Linked DNA regions of Mus musculus: region 1 is linked to region 2. Evidence: chromatin contacts called from public HiChIP or PLAC-seq data. All regions are on one chromosome and are shown on one strand. The core of a region is the stretch at or near the end of the contact, and the rest is flanking DNA. Distances in the headings are between cores, read along the strand shown. Region 1 overlaps Ergic1 (endoplasmic reticulum-golgi intermediate compartment (ERGIC) 1). Region 2 has its middle 62 kb from the start of Luc7l.

Region 1 (2,700 bases), core at 14-2,513, 280 kb before region 2:
TAGAGGACTTAGAAAACCACCTCTGGATCATGGGGAACTCTACAGAACAAGTGACAAGATCTCCATCATAAATCAAGAGATGATGGGGAAAAAGACGGTGGCAAGTACATTTCCTGATCCCTCACCACCTTAATTTTTTGAGATACAGCTCAACCTGAGCTTGGTGCTCATCTCCTCAGCTACCAAGGCCAGCCAGGGTGTCCCAGGGGTTCTCTTAGGCTACCAAGGTCAGCCAGGGTGCCCCAGGGATTCTCTTAGTTTTATTCTGACCCCAGGGCTAGTGTTGTAGACACATGCTGCTACACCCAGTTTTTCAATGGATGCTGGGGATTCAAACTCAGGACCACAGGCTTGCCTGACAGGCACCTTAATGCTACACTGGGCCATGTCTCCAGCAGCCCAGCCAATGACATTTGCTATGAAGTATTGTAGGACTGTGAACTTTAGATTATAGACTCAAAGGGCCAGGTGTTCCTTGCTCTAACTACACTATCCTGATTGCTACCCTCCCATCTTAGATGTGGATGTGACACCCAGGGCTGAGGCAGCAGAGACAAAGTCGCTGGCATCCTTGGGCTACTGGAGCAAAACCCACAACTGCTAACATCTCCAGTCCTTATGTTACATTAGAAAAACAAAACATATTCAGCCACTTCCACTTGGGTTCTCTTGACAGATAAAACATAAAAGATACAGAAGTAAGAAGTCTTCTTACTTCCGTGCATCAGTGGGACAACTTGGGCACGTGTTTCCCCACCCCCACCCCACCCTCTGCAGTCTCCCTGCCCACAGGACACCCTGTGAGTCCCTGAAACCAGGTACCCTTTCCTAAGCATAGCTCTGAGAAATTGAATTTATAAAGCAGCCACAGGAAGACGCCAGCAGCAATGAACAGAATGTTATAACATTATACTGTCACTGTTCATGAGTTTTAGTGCCATTATTAAAAATATAATGGTTAACTGCAACAGACCCCGTGATACCACGACACTGAGTCAGATGACTAGGGTGACCACTAAGTGATAGTGGGCTGTCAGTACACGGGTGAATGCTCTAGACAGAGGGACACTCAGACTTTAGGGTGACAGATTCATTATGCTACTTGGGACTTGTTTAAAACACGAATCACGGCTACAATTTTCCAATCAATATTTCTGAACCAATAACAACCTTCTGTAAACAAAACTTCCTGTATCTGGAGTGTGCGGTAGCATGGCTCACTCTCTCACCTAGGCCTGCATTCCAACATCACCTTCCGGGAAGGCAGCCACCGCTCTGTGTCACTCCTCTCCACTCTTTTCTTCCCTCTCTGCTTGCAGTTACATGTGTACTGCCTGACTCCACCGCTGGGCTACACTGTGAGACCCAGATCCTCAGGCACCCCACAGAGGCCCCGAGAGACAAGTGCAAGGTGGGTGGAGGGGTGGCACACCTCCAAGTGGGGTCCATACACACTCCCTCAGAATCTTCCAGGAAACCATCAGATTCTCAGATGCTGGGCTTGACTGCAAGGTGGGCTGAGGGTCACTAAGTGCTGTTCAGGAGGGGCTCAGGCATTTGAGATAGCACACACCCATTTCTGAGAACAACAGACACCCACCTTCATAAGACCTTCAGCCTAAACCCACCTGAGTTACCCTAGTCAACAGTCGGATATGGGAGGGGCCTAGGGTACACACACACACACACACACACTCCCACCTCCTGGGCCAGGTACTACTACTTAGACACCTGATTGTTTCTATCTTGCTTAATCCTGCCCACCACCCAGGGAACACCATTAACAAATGCAGGAGGTTCACAGAAGCCAAATCACTTGTCTAGGCTCACAGAATCTGAATGGGGACTGGAGCCTGACGAGGAACCAAAGCGATAATTTTTCCCAACCACACCCTAACTGTTTTCACCCCTCCAGGGCCTTCACTGCCCCTGCTCAGCATGGTCCTCCTGTACCCTTACAGAACCTGTGCTAACAGAAAGCTGTGAGCATTTGGTGGGTGAATGAAGGAGAAAGAGTACCCCAGAGCGGCAGAACCACAATGCTGTACTGCCTGGAGACCCAGGCAGTACAGAGCTGGCAAGCGGCCCGAACCCCCACCTGTCTCCCAGCCTGTAACAGTCAGATTAGCTCAGACCCTGGAAGTAGAAAGACACCTGGGGCTTGGCCTGGATTCAGGTTTCCTGCTGGTGAACAGGAATCCCCTGAAGTGAAACAGGATGCTCTCCTGAGCCCCACACCCCCTGGACAGACGCTATAAATGGAAATGTATTCTTAGAGGGAGAGAACATGAGCGAGGGCTTTCAAAAGTGACCCATCATGGGGTAAAAATACAGCAGCATTTAAATGCTGAGCAGGGAGCGCTATTCCTGGACTAGATTCTCATGCTTGTGGCTTCCTGCCAGGGGCGGGCTTCCAACAGGTTTAAAACCAACAAACAGGGGCTGGATGGTGGGGCCTGGGGATAGTATTTCTCATACTCAGGAGGGCACTGGGGAGGGTAGCCTGTAGGAATAGCTTCGGAAGGTGCCCTTGAGTGGAGTCTGCACGTCCTTTGGGTCTGTCACTGGGCTCAGTGTTGCTGAGAAAACCTTTGGACAGCATTCTGTGATCTTGGGAAGTAACTGAAGGGCGAGTCTGGCTGGGTCTGGATAAAAAGACCAGATGAAGGTTTTAACCTGGAAGTGAATGACGTCTACTGA
Region 2 (2,700 bases), core at 108-2,607:
TAAACAGCTTGCTTTTGAAAATGCCAATCCTATTTGCCAAGATATTCTCAAACACCACCGCTCTAAGTCACTGGCAGAGTATGTCCACCTTTGTCCAGGCGCCAAAAGGAGCCACACCATTAGCTTAGTGATTGGCACCGCCCTTCAGAGGGCGGGTTTATGTAACTCTCAAAAGACTTGCTTTAATTGTAAACAACCCGGCCACTTCCTTCCCCATCACCACCAGAGTCGGAGACCTCCCGTTGAGGGCCAGGGAGAAGCTGGTCCTGCACAGGCATTACTGACCACCCTGTGCCCCTACTAACATAGGGGCCGACATTGGGCCAATGAGTGTAGATCCAAAACAGCCAGCCAGGGACGACCCTTACTGCCACGGCATTTGGGAAACTTCCTGAGGGGGCCTCCAGCCCCCACCTCCACCCCCCAGGACAGGCCCCAGGGAAATAGGGTTTGTCGTGCCCCGCCCCCAGCAGATTTCTCATCGCACACCCAGTCCTTTGCCCAACTCTAGTGAGCTACAAAAAACAGCCCAGGATTGGATCTCTGTGCCACCTCCAGCACCCCTGAGGAGGGCATTCAGGTCATGCCTACAGGCATACACGGCCCCCTACCCCCAAATACTTTTGGTATGGTTCTACGAAGAGCTTCATTTTCCTTAGAGGGAATCCAGATCATACCTGGAGTTATAGAACCCGACCATCAGGGAGAAATTCAGATTCTTGTAAGTACCACAGGTGGTCCTGTGTTTATACCAGCACAACAGACCATTGCCCAAGTGTTGCTTTTTCCCAGTGTCTCTACTACAAATCCCTACCATAAAGACACCAGGGCCCCAGGCAAGAGGGGAATAGCAGAGACCTTTTGGGCCCAAAAGATTACTTCCTCTTGCTCCATGCTAATCTTGGATTTAAATGGAAAAACATTCCAAGGACTTTTAAACTGGGGAGCTGATGCCACTGTCATTTCTGACAGGTTTTCGCTGGCTGCCTGCAGCTGACCGATTCAGCCACCCATTTACAGGGGATTGGACATTCCAAAAACCCTCAAGGCAGTGCTCAGACCCTTAGGTGAGCAGATCAAGAAGGAAATTCAGGCACTGTAGTCGCCTGTGTGAATCCTGATTTACCAGTCAATCTCTGGGGGTAGTCTCACCAATGAAGGGGTGACAAAACAAATGCTGACCCAGGGATTCCTACCAGGACAAGGATTAGGAAGACAAGCACAGGGCATAAATGAACCTTTGACTTTGACACAGAAATCTGACTGGCGAGGCTTGGAATCCCAGCCACAGCCTTTTTCCTAACAGTCACGGCCATGCCTGCTCCCCAGACTCACGCAGAGAAAATTTCCTGGAACAACACTGCCCCCGTCTGGGTTGATCAATGGTCACTGACTCAAGAGAAACTGGCAGCTGCGAAATAGTGCAGGAACAGTTGGCAGCTGGTCACATTGAACCATCTTCCTCCCCCCTGGAACACCCCAATTTTTGTTATTAAAAAAAAGTCTGGCAAGTGGAGATTCTTACAAGATCTCCGTGCTGTTAACAAAGTTATGATTCCTATGGGGAGCCCTACAGCCTGATCTTCCATCTCCTGCCGCCATCCCAGCAAACTTCTTTAAAACTGTTATTGATTTAAAAGATTGCTTTTTCTCCATACCCCTTCATCCAGATGATTGTCATCATTTTGCATTTGGCCTTCCTCAAATTCATTTCCAGGGACCCATGGACCACTTTCAGTGGCGAGTCCTCCCTCAGGGCATGGCAAATAACCCTACCCTAGCTCAGAAATATGTAGTCCATGTAATCCAACCTGTTAGAAATGCTTGGCCACAAATATACATACTTCATTACATGGATGACATTCTGCTTGCAGCCCCTAATAAGCAACAGGCCTTCTCACGTCTTCAGCAACTTCAAAAAACGCCAAGTTCACAGGGACTTAAAATTGCCCCTGAAAAGATTCAGATAAAAGACCCTTATTCCTATCTGGGATATGAGCTCGAGTTGGGACAGGTCAAACCCCAAAGACTGAGCTTCAACTTTCCTCCCTTAAGATTTTACATGATTTTCAACAGTTGCTCAGGAACCTCCAGTTTGATCACCCCATCTAAAGATTCCTCCCAAGGTTCTAGTTCCCCTCAATGAACTCCTCTCAGGAGACTCCCATCCTTTGTCCCCCACCCTCACCTCCCGAGCACTTATGCAACAAGCCATCTCAGCCCTGCAGCAGATAAGTCAAGCCATACCTTCCCAAACCTCATTTCAAATTTATTACCCTGCCTCACTTTATTTCATTGTCTGTGCTACCACACATACCCAGTGGGGGTCTTCTGACAGCAGCCCCGGATTCCCGTAATAAAGGGGTGTCCTTTGTTATGTGTATATCTCCCCTCGAGTCCAAGTAAGGTCTTGGCAACCTATTATTCCTTGTCTGCCGCCCTAATCGTCAAAGGAAGAAAAATGTCCAGACAATATTTTGACAAAGATCCTGATATTATCATTATCCCTTACACCTCAGACAAGTTGAATGGCTTCTTCAGTCTAATGATGATTGGGCCAAAGCCTGTGCCTCCTTTGTTATAGATAATCATTATCCAAATGACCCCCTTATACAATTTGTAAAGTCGCACTCCTTAATTTTCCCCAAAGTTACCTCCAAGACTCCACTCCTTGAAGGCACCTTGGTGTTTACAGATGGT

What was found. HiChIP or PLAC-seq counts read pairs in DNA pulled down with a chosen protein or histone mark.
Region 1: a FOXA1 HiChIP or PLAC-seq map of pancreatic cancer cells shows a contact between it and region 2. The contact joins two enhancer-like sites. A contact is called at or near these places in 1 of 39 promoter capture datasets (pre-B cells), 1 of 15 datasets of contacts at CTCF or cohesin (the NIH/3T3 cell line) and 1 of 115 datasets of contacts at active chromatin or transcription factors (pancreatic cancer cells).

The regions. Positions count from the first base shown.
Region 1 is chr17:26,595,959-26,598,658 of GRCm38.p6, reverse strand. All of the region lies in intron 1 of Ergic1 (endoplasmic reticulum-golgi intermediate compartment (ERGIC) 1), which reads right to left. Among named protein-coding and RNA genes, the nearest start is that of 1700049J03Rik, 31 kb to the right of the region's middle. Within about 2 kb of position 1,263, at least 94 of the 459 cell types and tissues checked have an H3K27ac peak or open chromatin away from gene starts, as enhancers often do. A contact at or near this core is called in pancreatic cancer cells, where this site is marked.
Region 2 is chr17:26,313,143-26,315,842 of GRCm38.p6, reverse strand. No RefSeq gene overlaps it. Among named protein-coding and RNA genes, the nearest start is that of Luc7l, 62 kb to the right of the region's middle. Within about 2 kb of position 1,357, at least 5 of the 459 cell types and tissues checked have an H3K27ac peak or open chromatin away from gene starts, as enhancers often do. A contact at or near this core is called in pancreatic cancer cells, where this site is marked.